Linked DNA regions of Mus musculus: region 2 is linked to region 1. Evidence: chromatin contacts called from public HiChIP or PLAC-seq data. All regions are on one chromosome and are shown on one strand. Each heading gives the region's core, a stretch centred on a gene start, on an enhancer-like site or on the middle of the called end of the contact. The rest is flanking DNA. Distances are from core to core; before and after follow the strand shown.

The links. HiChIP or PLAC-seq counts read pairs in DNA pulled down with a chosen protein or histone mark.
Region 2: a contact with region 1 is called in an H3K27ac HiChIP or PLAC-seq map of regulatory T cells, with 2.0 times the contacts expected there. The contact joins the promoter of 5730405A17Rik here to the promoter of 1700001D01Rik in region 1. A contact is called at or near these places in 4 of 115 datasets of contacts at active chromatin or transcription factors (CD8 T cells, double positive thymocytes, embryonic stem cells and 1 more).

What each region holds. Positions count from the first base shown.
Region 1 is chr8:61,285,690-61,292,592 of GRCm38.p6, reverse strand. 1700001D01Rik (RIKEN cDNA 1700001D01 gene) reads left to right here and starts at 3,721. Exons shown (of 5, transcript NR_045475.1): 1 at 3,721-3,849. All of the region lies in intron 2 of Sh3rf1 (SH3 domain containing ring finger 1), which reads right to left.
Region 2 is chr8:61,425,145-61,432,047 of GRCm38.p6, reverse strand. 5730405A17Rik (a long non-coding RNA gene) reads left to right here and starts at 3,920. Exons shown (of 4, transcript XR_001778559.2): 1 at 3,920-4,320. It also overlaps a transcript of Sh3rf1 not described here.

The sequences.
Region 1 (6,903 bases), core at 2,472-4,971:
TGGATGAGGGAGAGCCGGTGGGCTGAATAGCTCAACTACCACCGAGGCCCAGATTCAGGGCTCCGAATTGGTCCACTTCAAAAGTCTAAATCACCTCCAAACACAGTTGGGGTGCTTGAAAGGGCCAATCCTGCTGTCCTAAAGCGGCAGGATCTCCGTGACAGAGGGCAACAACAGGATAAGTGGGAGGAGTCTCGGTGAGGATCCAATATTGATGGTGTCACAGAAGCCAGACCAATGGCTCACTGCAATGAACATTTGCAAGTGAAGATGTGTGGACAGAGTATATATATTGTGGGACACGCTACAACTTCCGTGAGGAGACGTTTTCTATGCTGTGTTGTTGTTGTTGCTTTGTGTTATTTTAGGGGGAAGGTTGCAAGGCTGAATGGCAGATATGAGGGGGAGGGGAGAAGAGCAGGACTGGGGTGCATGATGTGAAAGTCACAAAGAATTAATAAAAAGTTAAAAAAAAACAGTTCTTAAAATAAAACCAGTCATAGGGTAGGAAAGATGTTATATAAAGAAGAAGAAAGGGGAATGACTAATTTCTTGTCAGAAATACTGAGGAAAAAAAATAAACCTGTCAAACAGAGATTCTATACCCAGATAAAATAGCTTTCCAAAACAAAGAGGAAGAAAAGACGATTGGACCAGATGAAGAGAGTGGTTTGCAATGCTTACAGAGTCACAGAAAGTGTGCAAGGGAAAATTCAAAACCAGAGGGAACAGGTACAAGATGGAAGTCTCCATCTACCTAAAGGAATGAAGAAAGTATAAAATAAAAGCACTTTAAAGTCACCGGAAGAGGAGGAGGAAGAGGAGGAGGGAAAAAACCCAACAACAATAACACAACAACAGAAAAACAAATGCAGTTAGGAGCACTTACTAAAGCTTCTAAATGTCCCAGCAATTGAAAAAAATGAACCTGATGATGGACACAGAGGTGAGAGCAGAAGGTGACAGTACCAGCATCAAGCCAATGAATAATCAGTGTAGTGGAGCAGGCCTTTAATCCCTCAGGAGGCAGGCATGTCTGTGGATCTGAGGCCAGACTGGTTCCAGTCCCGCTAGAGCTACATAGTGAGATCCTGACTCCATCGTGGTGGTGGTGGTGGTGGTGGTGGTGGTGGTGGTGGTGGTGGTGATAAAGATAATAATAGAACAATTGTAAACTAATCTGCCAGTTAAATATCAGATAAGAATGTATTTTAAAAGCATGTCAATAAAATCAGCAATATCATAGTTGCAAGAAACTCATCTAAAACATAGACATCAAGAAAAAACCCAGCATAGGAAGAACCTAATAAAGTCCAACATTCATTATTATCATTTAGTTAGTAGGTTAGGTTTCACTCCATTCAGGAAGAGAGAAAGAGAGAGGGGAGGGGAAGGGAGGGGAGGGGAGGGGAGGGGAGGGGAGGGGAGGGGAGAGGAGAAGAGAGGAGAAAGATTAAGATTGTAACTGAAAACTATCATTCTGTTATGCATAGTTCTAGGAGGCCAGGTGTGGCAGCATGTACCTGTGGTCCCAGCACTTAGGGGCCTAAAGCAGGAGAATCTCTTCTCCAAGCCAGCCTTGTCTAATAGTGAGTTCCACCTTAGCCTGAGCTACACAGAGAAACCAAAAACGTCAGCTTTCTATGTACATAGCAAAGTTTAATTAAAAACACCGAGGGAAGAAATAAACCCATCAGTAGTCGGAGGTTCTAAGCCATGCTTGAGGGGAGGATGTGAAGTGCATCAGATGTCCTCTCTCTTTACTTCTTGCTTTCTGTTTTGTTTTTTGGAGACAAAGTTTCACACTGTAGCCCAGGATGGCCAGGAACCCACTAGATTCCCCAGGCTAGCCATGAACTTGCAGCAATCCTCCTGCCTCAGCCTTCTGAGTTCCAGGATTACAGGCTTGTGCCATATATAACTTTAATATAATTTTCATGCATGTACTTTCTAAACGTAATATACAGTAAGCCACAAAATTCTCAATGGGTTTCCAAAAATAGATAATATATAGACCAAGTCCTTTAATCACAAAGCAATTAAAAAAAAAAACAATAATACAAAAAGACGTTTTAGGTTCCCATATGTTGGGAAACTGTAAATCATTTCCAAACAATCCACAAATGAAAGTAAAGGTTGTTAGAGAAATGTATGCATCAGTAGGCAGGAACCATGCTCACTGCAACACAGATAAATTGGAAACATAACAATGGACTTTGTAAAAATAGGAACAGCTAGCGTTACTGTTTTTAAACACTTTTCACACTTATACAACGGACTATAAACTTTTTACGGGACAAATAAATGATAAACACAAGCTGGCAAAGGATGGGAGAAAGAGGACGGTGATGTCAGATATCGGTGATGATCTGAAATTGAACGGTAGCTTCCCAGATGTAGAAGCATATTGTATGTTTCAAATATAACCTACATTACCATTCATGGATCTTAAGTATGACCAACATGGGATGCACTGCTCATCTGTGACCAGTTCAATGACATATCTGTGCTCCTTTTACCGACTTATGTTATTGTTTCTTATTTATTTTTCTAGCAGTGCTGGAGACCAGGCAAAAACCCTACCACTGAGCTACCCTCCCCGCACCCACTCGCTGTTTTAAAATTCTAATGCTAATGCTCTTTTTCCTTTTTCTTCCTATTCATAGACTGAGAAGATACAGTAGATCTCAGAATAGTCTAAGAATATTTACTTCATAATCCATAACGGTAGGAAAGTTACAGTTATGAAGCAGTAACAAAACAATTTTATGGTGTGTGGGGTGGGGTCGTCACAGCACGATGAACTGTATTACAGGGTCACAGCATCAGGAAGGTTGACAACCCTGGCTCTAGAGCACAGTGGACCAGAACAGCTATGAAGTCCCTGTGTGGAACACTTGGTCCTTTCAAGGTAAAATCCCACCATTAAGAGAGCAGCACAGCTGTCTTCAGCGTGTGCAAGAAAGAACCAGGCAGACAAACAAACAAATAAAAGCATCACACTTCCAAACATAAGAAAATGGTGGACTCTAATCTAGCACGTTGCCACTTCTGATGGCTGGCAGCCTGAAACATCTTTCCTGTGGAAAGCTTTAAAATATGATCAGCATTTTCTAAACAAACATTTTTGGAAAGCATTACATTTCATAAAGAGTAATGGGGATCATGAAATTGGGAACTGACGTTCTTGTTATATTTGGGTTTTTATTATCTACCCTTCCCCTCCAATTGCTACAGTTGGCCTTGGCAATTAACAAATGCCAGCCCTAACTCCTTCTGAAGTGAATCTGTTGATGGAAAGGCCAGGAAACAGTTTATCTCCACTGGGAACATTTTGAAGGAGGGATTTAACGGGGGCTGAGGCAAGGAGGATCTTTAAAAAACAATATTTGCTAAACTACAAACACACATGCACACATGGGAGTTGTTTTACTTTCAACAAGTCCTGAAAGTAGGAACAAAACCAAGAGAGTTAAAAGAATAATTTAACACTGATGTTTCGGGAATGTTGAAAGAGACCAGGCATTCAGACCTCATGTTGCTAAATTTGTTCATCTAAAACCTAAAAGACATTTTCATGACAACGATGTTGCTGTTCCTCGGTGTTCTGCTTCCTCGGGCAGCTTATTTCCTGCTCAAAGTTATAATTTTGTATTCATAATACCATAATCATTTCCATGGTAACTTCCTGTGATGTCAGAGAGAAAACACTGCTGCCTTCTCCCACAGCTCCCATCTCCCAGCTGAGCCAGTTTGTTGATTTTATTCTTTCCAAAGTGCACCAAAGCTTACTGTTCCGAGTGCTCAGGACGAGGTCTCAAGTTCAACGCTCTCCATCCATCACTGCAGGCAAGTGGGGAAAACCGAGTGGCCAGGATCCTGGTCAAAACTGCAAATGCCACTAATGGTTAAGATCAATTTGGGTTCAGGGCCCGGCTCCACTGGCTGTGAGTTACATAGTAGCCAATGTTCTCCAGGTCTGGTTTGCCCGTCTCAAAAATGAAAAGGCATCTCATAAGGTCACTGGGAGAATTCAATGAGACGATGCATATCAGATGCATACATAGCCTGGCACGGGACCAACGCCAACTCAAAGCAAACACAGTGAGGGTCCACCAGGACTTCTCTGACTCCCCAAACAAAGAGCCGGGATGGATGGTATCTCTGTCTTCACTCTGCAAAGCCTGGGGGTTGGGGGCTACTTCGTGCAAAACAGTGTCCTTCATGCTGAGACAGGACTAGCACTCGTGTCTGGACCCTAACAAGAACCGTTTCTTTACCCGATGCTTCAGTTCAGTGCTTACTAACCTCAGCAGAGATCTGGTTTCTGGCACAAGATCAACCTCGATTCTTGCCCTCTCTATTTCTCTTGTGCCCACACACCCAGGCAAATAGAGTACACATTTAGCAGCCTTAAACAGTAGGTCTCTGTGTGGAGGAGAACTCAAGCCCAGGCCGGGCAGTCCTATTTCAGTGTACCGTCTCATCTGTAGCTCCTTCTAAAGAATAAATTAAAATGAATCAAAGTCTTCAGTTTCCAGCCTGTTTATAATTATTATTTGGGTTTAAAGCATAGTCACAATTGTCTGAGCCTCTGAAAGTACAATGGAAGTAAATATCCACCTTCAGAAACCAGAGTATCCGATAATTCCATGCCTGGGTAACTGTCTGTTTCTACAAAAACAACCACAATAATAATTTCGTCTACCAACAGCATGAAACAGTTTCCAGCAAAAGGGAAGCCTAGCCCTTTTGAATCACTTAGCTGTGTTACCATCGGAAGATTTAAACTCTGCACCTCAGGTAAAGTTTGGTGAACTTCCCGTTAGAAATGCTAATGGTGCCCTCAATGAAAGGAACCTGAAACATGGACAGGTGTACACTTTCCAAGCAAAAAGACAACATAAATAAAAGGGAAATGAAACAGACTATAGTTAGATGGCAATGCTCATTCCCTTGAACTCTTTAGGGAGATGGCTCTTGAGAAGAAAGACAGAAAAGATTTCCTGAATGAATGACTGGTCCCGGTCCCGCCCCCACCCCTCTTGGAAGCAGGATCTCAGAATCTGAGCTAGCCTCAAACCCAAGTATAGTCTAGAATTTCTGATCCTCCTGCCTCCATCCCTGGGATTGCAGGTCTCTGCCACCATTTCCCTGTGTGTCACATAGGCTAGAAAAGCACTCTGCCAATGGAGCTACATCTCCAACCCTCCAGAGTTTCTTAGCGCTAGTGAAGAGATTCACTCTCCGGCAGGCTCTTCCCCTCTTCCCAGTAGAGTTCCATGACTCTATGAAATCACACACCGAGGGACACCCCACGGAAAACAGAATACAGCCCTGGTGCTCAACAGGTAGGGTTTAGGATCTGGTTGCACTGACTGAGGTCTATGACCGTGAGTGGTGGCCTTTTGCCAAGTAGGAAATTAATACTTTTGAGGCCACAGCTCTGTTGTGCAGAGAGTGGCCAGCATACTCCTGGCACACGGGAGACATTCAGAAAATACCTTCCAGTCCCCTCGCTCTAACTTACTTCACCCTGACAGGCTCTGAGGAAAAGGGAACTCAGAGGAGAAGTAAAACTTCACGGTGGATGATCAAATGAGACAGGAAAGCAAAACAAACCAACCCCACATAGAGCATGCTCTTCAGGAAAGAATTAGCTTCTCCAACGGTAACACTATATTCCCCGCGTGGTTCCCCTCCGTCCCCTTAACATCGGCTCAAGGGTCTTAAATGCTGCAGGGTTCTTTTTTTAATTACCATTTCGCTTAAATTTTGAGGTGCACATCTTCTTTTAATCAAACTACATCAACAAAACTTCCAACATGTATTTCATTAAATCACATTTTCTGCCAAGGTTTTATCACGCACACCCCCCCCCCGCCCCAATCAAAACAGCATACTTTTATGACCAAATAACACAGTATCTCTTTCCTCCAACAACCCAGAGCAAGCTAAGATCTGCATTTCATGCACTAAGAGTGGAGAATGAAGAACATCACATTCTGACAGTTAACAGTAGATGCCTCCTCGGTGTCAGAGAGCTCGACTTCCTACGGCAGCTGGGGTAGGGCTCACGATAAGATGGGCTCATTACTTCTCCTTTCTCTCATTTAAACCATTTTCTTTAGAATTAAGAAGTTGACCCGCTGGCTGAAAAAACTTTCCAAGGGAGTGAAGTGTCTCCCTCCAGGTCAATCACCTCCCCTCCACGTCAATCAGAGAGCTATGGCAGGGGAGGAATCCTACACTAACGTGGGACATTACCAGCAATGGAGTTACCTGATGGGACAGGGTAATGAGGGAGCCCCCGGGAAACTGCTTCATTAAATGCACTATTTACGTTCCACTAAGTCCAGTGTTTTAAATTTTTGACATTTGTTTTGAAACCGGAGTCAGATCCAGTACACAGTATTCCTTTGGCAAGAGCAATAAAAAAGTTAATGCCAGTAAGTCTAGCTTTCCTGTGACTGTTCTTTGTGTGTCAGGGTATCAGAGGTCCTACGAATCGGGTCAAAAATTAACACCACATGTGCATCTCCGGAGAAACAGAAATGGCTTGTGAGATGTCTATCAAGGAAACTAGTTTATGGGTTTGTAATCCCATTGCTAAGACGGTAATCAGCCTGGGGAATGCTCTGAAGCCACTATCTCTTCTCTCTTAATAATTGAGTTAGGGAAAATAAGATCAAATCACTGAGAAACGCAGGCGAATTTCCAGGCATGTCAAAGGAAAAGCCCTAAGGAGGAAAGCAAAGCAGCATCCTTCTGGGGTGAGTTTTAAGACATCCCATCTCGTCCAAGTGTTGACAAACACTCACCTGTCCGGGAAAGTCCTCCAGTGTATCTTCTCACAAGAAGTCTGAGAGGGGCTGATGTACCCACTGGACTAATCCTGTCTTC
Region 2 (6,903 bases), core at 2,671-5,170, 140 kb before region 1:
TAAAACCATTAAAGAGACCCTTATCAAATTGACAGCGGAAACTGGTGCTATTGATTGGATAGCTCTCCTACCCTTTGTGCTCTTCAGGGTTAGAAACATGCCTGGACAGTTTGGACTGATCCCCTATGAATTACTTTATGGGGGGCCCCCTCCACTGGTAAAAATAAATAGCCTTTGTACATAGTGCTGACATGCTGCTTTCCCAGCCTTTGTTTTTTGGGCTCAAGGTGCTTGAGTGGGTGAGACAGTGAGCATGGAAGCAGCTCCAGGAGACCTACTCAAGAGAAGGAGACCTGCAAGCCCCACTTTGCTTCCAAGTTAGAGATTCAGTCTATGCCACCATGCAGAAAACCTTGAGCTACCCTTATGGGACCCCTTTTGATTTTGCTTCTGCTTTTAGTTATAGGCCCATGTGTGTTAGAAAATAGTGTCTAGTTCTAAGATAAGAATTATCTATTAGAAAGAGTGGGGAATGAAAGATCCTGAGAGAGTGAAAAATTATTTAAGCCCCTAGATCTGTGTCCAAAATAGACCTCACTAATGGCAGGGAGTAGAACTTGCCCTATTGTTCCAGGAACCGTTCCTTAAACCCATTATGCAAACTTGCTAGCTTGCCAAATGCTGTAACCCAATGCCAGGTGTTTGCGGGTTTTACCTTTATAAACCCCTTACCCCTTGTGCTTGTCGTTGACTCCTCTACCCCTGCATTGGATAAGAGTCGTCCCCAGTGCACTGGTCTTTCCCAAATAAACCTCTTGCAGTTAGCATCAAGACCGTTTCTCATGAGTGATTTGGGGTGTCATCTCTCCTGAATCATAACGTGGGGGAGTCCTCACATTGTGGGTCTTTCACTAGTCCATCTCCCATCATGTGGCCTGTTACCTCTCCCAACCTTCTTTGTGTCCCACTGGAGAAACTTTGCGCCTGATTCTACTTTTTTTTTTCAAAATAATTTAAAATTAATTAATTAATTAATGTTCTGTTTTTGTTACATTTTGTTTTTGAGACAGGGTTTCTCTGTGTATCCCTGGCTGTTCTGAAACTCATTCTGTAGACAAGGCTAGCCCCAAACTTAGTGATCTGCCTGTCTCTGCATCCTGAGAGCTGAGATTAAAGATGTGCACCACAACTGCCTGGCTAAAAATAACTTTTAAAATACATTTTTTGTTTGTTCGTTTTTCAAGACAGGGTCTCTCTGTGTAGCCCTGGATGTCCTGGAACTCACTCTGTAGACCAGGCTGGTCTCCAACTCAGAAATCTGTCTGCCTCTGCCTCCCAAGTGCTGGGATTAAATGTGTATGCCACCAGTGCCCAGCTTAAAGTACTTTTTAAAATTTATTTTTATTTATGTGCATGTGTCTGTGTGAGTGAGTGCCACTTGTGTGCAGGTGTCCATGGAGGGCAAAAGAAGGTATCTGGCCCCTGAAACTAATAGTTGAGTGTTGCAATAAATCTCCAAACCAAATATGCCCACAACTCCATTAATATGAATACATGCTGTGCGCCTAGATTGGGCAGATCTACCACTACACTACCATCTTCCCCATCTATGAGACCCCTTAGAACTTGCGGTTTCTCCAGGCCATGTGCTATTGCTCTGCTTTTCTTTCACCTTCACCTCTGTCCTCTGTCGTCCTCCCTGATTCTACTTCAAGAGACCTTCTCAGACCAGAAGTCCAGTTTCCCTTTCCTGTCCAGTTAATGGCCATCAGCTCTTTATTAAAATCAGTCAGCGAGTGAGGAAGTATGTTTATAAAATACTGAGGCAGGTGAGGAACCATAAGAATAACAGTACCAAAATCCAGCCAGTACTCTACTCTCTGCCTGTACAAAATTAACAATTGAATTATACAAAGACAACCTTCACACAGTGCACCCAACACTTCCACATCCACTGTGATATAGGTGTAGCAGGTGCTCGCGCACACACGCGCGCACACACACACACACACACACACACATGTGCATACACATATGAAAAATTTAAAAATTAGTCTAATGAGCATTTCCAGATACTACAATTTATCTTTAGCAGCATGGCACTCTAACCACCCAGAAGTGGAGATCAATTTATGACATCTGTCACCGTCATTGATCATCGGGGTTAGCAGTATAGCCTTAGACGCTAGCCTCGGGGTTTAGATACTGTTTAGTGGGAAGGGGCAGGAGGGGAAGGCCACCTAGTCCAGCCTTAGCATGCCAGCATCCAAGGCTTCATGCTGCTCACAGCTCCCAGAACTGCCTGCTCTTGAAGTTATACTTGGGTCTACCTCCCATTCCCCTGCTCCCAGAAATAAGACTTGCACTCAAAATATATTTACAAATATCTTGGCCATATAACAAAGCTCTTCTCTGACTAGATATAGCTTAAAATAACCCATTTATTCTAGCCTACATTCTGCCACGTGGCTGGTTACCTGTGCTCAAGTACCACACAACCGTCTCATCACATCTTTCTGGCCAAGCTCCCTCCTGGTTTTACCCCAGAATTCTATCTCTTCCTGGATGGTCTACCTCCCATTTCCTGCCTAAGCCATAGGTTTTGTGATTGACAGGTGGTTCATCCATACAATACTCATGATACTTGCTCTACAGCCTGCCAATGGGACAGACAAGTCTACATCTAGCTAGTTCTCTGCCCCTTCCACCACCTCCCACCCTTGGGTCTCATCCTCTAGAGAAACCCTGCAGACCAATCTCTTGCTCACACACAGGGCCCTCTCTGTGGACCCCAGGCTACCACCCTACTTCCCAGCTGCGTTTTTTTCCACCCTCTTTCCCACCCTGCACTAAGACAGGGGAGCCCTTTGTGGGGGCCATCAAGCCCTAAATCAGTATTTATATTTCTTGGAGTAAAGTTAATGCTGAGAAAAAGTTCTGGAATGACTGCCCTGGGGACTAAGGCCCATCTGGAAACATGAATAATGTGAAATTTATCCCTCCATGGATTCCCCCACAAGACCAATTACAATATCATCCTTTCCGAGAATTTCTGCCAATTTTTTATGGGGTCACCAGAAAGTTATATGTAAAGTGAAGACTGCACAGATTTATATAGGGGGTAGTTAACTGGTGGGCCGAAGAATGCAGAAGTAAACTACAGGAAACAGTGATGCTCCACAGATGGAGATGCGTGCAAATTTGGCTCTTTGTTTCAGGAAGTGGAATGGATTTATCCATTTATCCATTTATCAAGAATGACTACTGTGTGTTTGACCCTCTTCTAGGCTCTGGGGAGAAAATGGTGGAAGACACTAACACTGCCCCCACGGAGCTGGCATTTTAGTAGCATGGGAACACAGGCTGTAAAGGCTTGAAAAGAATATTGCCAAAAGGCAGCATGTGGAGTTTAGTCCTACTTGAAACTGTGCAAAGAAACAGAGTTCCTTGCATCAGTATCCTGAACATGTGTGCTGCCCTACTTCTTGAGAATGTTGGATGGAATTGTACTCATTGTTTGGAAGCCCATAGAGTAAGAAGGGGACCAGCATGAATGTGTTCCCTCAGACTGCTTAAAGCTGCAAACAAGTTCAAGTGAGTGGTATTTGGCAGAAGGCCTTTGGCTGAAACACTCACCTGACAATGCGTGTGGCGATCTGAACCAGCTGGGGTCTAAGTCAACTGGAGCACTTTGATGAGGTGATGAGCACACATTATCATAAAATTTCAGAGTGGTTGTAATTCACCAAATCATGGCCAGGAATTATCTGACTCTTAGGGAAAACGTCAATTAGAGGGCATCTTCTTTAGTGTCAGTAGTGCCTAAATCTAAAAACTCAGGTGAACGAGTCTGTTACAGAATGATCCCAGTCTCTCCCCTACTAGAAATTCAGAATGAGAGGGGCTGGGAAAGAGTCCAGATATCTCTATTCTGCCAGTGTCCTTGCAGATTCTGCGGCAGGTGCGCCACACTTGGAGCAGAGCCACAGTGTGTTAACAGTTGGCCAGAGGGTGAAGCATACAACACTCCACCAATTGCAAGGGTTTCTTGGCCAGGATCTGTTCCTTGGAAGAGAAGAAGAAAGAGAAGCTGTTTGGTTGGAGCAGTTTCTGTGACTGATTATAGCGTCTCTCTTTCTCTCATGCATTCAAGCAAACAGTTCAGCAACGGCAGTGAACAAGGTTCAGCCTCCCTCCAGAGGGAGGGTGTCACAACCTTCATCTCCCTTCCCCCAACTCCGCCACCCCTGCTGCTGCTGGAATGTAGGAGATTGTAACCATCATGGAGCTGACCTGAGCTTCCTTGGCCCTGGACTGTGCCAGGAGCTTTCTCAAACATCCTCTCGTTTATTCCTTTCAAGTTTTCCTTCCTCAGTCTCTGTAAGTATATATATTAGTTTTCTCATTGTTGTGACCTGACAAGAAGCAGTGCAAATGAAGAAGTGTTTATTCTGGCTAACAATTTAAAATGGATAAAGAAATGATAGGGTTCACCATGGGAAGGAAAGGTATTGTGGTGCAAGGGTGAGAGTTGGTTATACCGCATCCGCAGTCCAGAGGGCGAGAGAAGTGAACGCTGGTGCTCAGCTTGCTCTCCTCCTCTTCTATTCCATGCACTCCTCCAGTTAGTCCACGGGACAGTCTTCAGCAGACTCACGGTGAGTCTTTCCTCCTTAGTCAGACATCATCCATATGTCCATCTGTGATGTTTCATCACAGATACTGAGAGATGCATTTCCTTGGAGACCCTAAATCCCAGCAAGGTAATTGTCAAGAGTGACCATCACAAAATACTTCTGACCTGTCTTGAAGCCCCGCCCACAGGCTGAGGTTGCAGATGTGAACCTCTGTGCCTGTTTTTTTGCATGGGTTCTTGGAATCTGAGCTCAGGTCTTCGGGTTTGCATGGCGGGCACTTTTCCAAATGGGCGACCTTTCCCCCACCTCCTTTTTTGTTTTTTTAATTTTAAAAATTAATTTATTTTTTTATTTATATGAGTACACTGTAGCTGTCTTCAGTCACACCAGAAGAGGGCATCGGATTCCATTACAGATGGTTGTGAGCCACCATGTGGTTGTTGGGAATTGAACTCAGGACCTTTGGAAGAGCAGTCAGTGCTCTTAACTGCTAAACCATCTCTCCAGCCCTCCCCCACCTCTTTAGGCAACTCTGGCTTTTCTACTCGACCACACCCACTCATTTCCTCCCCCACCCCCACCCCCATCTCCCTGATCAACGCCAGCTTCTCTACTTTTCAACAGCCCTCCTTTCCTTCCCTCTTGTTTCTGATCCTCTTCTATCAGAGTGCATGCTCAGTAAGGACAAGGGTTTCTCTAGGTATTCTCTGCGATATCCCCGGGCCCTGGAACAGGATCTGTGGATGGAACACTTTCAATACCATTTATTTAAACAAGCAAATACCTTAAAGGATAAAGAAACAAATGAGTAAATGGAAACTCTTTGCGTTGCACTCTATATTCCTTGTCTGATTGATTCACTTTTTCCAGAGGATGAACCACCATCAACTTTGTTCTACAGTGTATATATTTGTTCTCTTACCCCCACCATTAAACTGTTAATATCATATTCGGGTTTCCAGCCTTTTCCTCATGGTTTTTCTCGTCACCACGAAGAGCATTTTACACTTTATAAATGTTTATTGAGTGAGCGGATTCTGTGATAATAGAGCTAGTGTCTTTGCAAGTATGGAAACTGACTCCCGGCAAGACTGACTATCTTTTATAGTCATTGATATGGGTAGCATGTGGCAGGGTTGTGGTTGGAATTTAGATCAGTGTGACTTTGAGTCTGTGCTATCACAGAAGTGCACCTGTGTAGTCACGAAGGTATTTGTGTGGGTGCAAAGGAGTGGGCGGAGTGTGAGAAGTGCAGCTCTATCTGCTGTCAAGTTCTTTACCCAGCTAACTGTCAGGAAGACTAACTCATGCCTTGGGCATCTGTTTCCCTGTGAAGTTTGTGTGGAATACCTCCAAGCCTGCGACATTTGTCTCAGTTGTCTTAATACTTCTGGTCTCAGTTGTTTAGTACTTCTGGTGCAGCCTGGCATGTCAATTGTCTGCTTACTCTTGTTTTCTCTGCTAGGTCGCATGGTCTGCATAAACAAGCATAACTTCTGCTTTGCTCTCTGTTGTACCATAGACTGTATCTTACAATCCGGCTTACATTAGGTACCCATTAAGGTTGTAAGACCCTGACCCTCAGTCAGTGGTACTTACTTCTAGACACCCCCTAAGTGAGACACCAAGATGAAAATCAATGCAAAAGCAAGAGGTTTCTTTTCCAGCACATCTGGGTCTACCTTCAATTAATCCCTCAAGGCGAGTGGCTAGAAGATGATCCCAAATGGCTATTACAAGCAGTTTTTACACCTTTTAGGGGCATAGGTTACATAAGCAAGGTTATAGTTCAAACTTATTGGCTAGGCATACTGACCTTTAAATCTATTGGCTAGCAAGCATGACATACATTTGAACTTCACCTGGGACTTTCCAGAGTGTCAGGTGGCTATCAGTCAGGACATTCTGCAGTTTTTCTGAGAAGTTTTTACTCAAGAATGTTCCCAAGGGTAGATAATGGAACTTGGCCTAGCCTTAACTCCAGATGGGAGGGGGAAGCTGTAAGGAGGGTGTGGGACTGGAAAAGCCCTTAGGGTCCCTCAGGATTAGGTAATTTAATGGATGAAGATAACAGAGATTCAGACAGAAGGACTAATTAAACAAGAATCTGGTCATGACTACACACCCCTGTAATTCTAGCACTCAGCAGGATGTGGCAGGATGGTTGCCATGAGTTTGAGGCCATCTTGGGAGGCAGAGTAAGATACTGCTCAGGGCAGGATCAGTGAAGTGGGGTAAACAGGGCTCCATTCCCCTGGCACATGAGTTAGCAGGGTAAGTGTTTGGAGAGGAGGGTATATAAAGATTGTGGAAGACAACAATAATC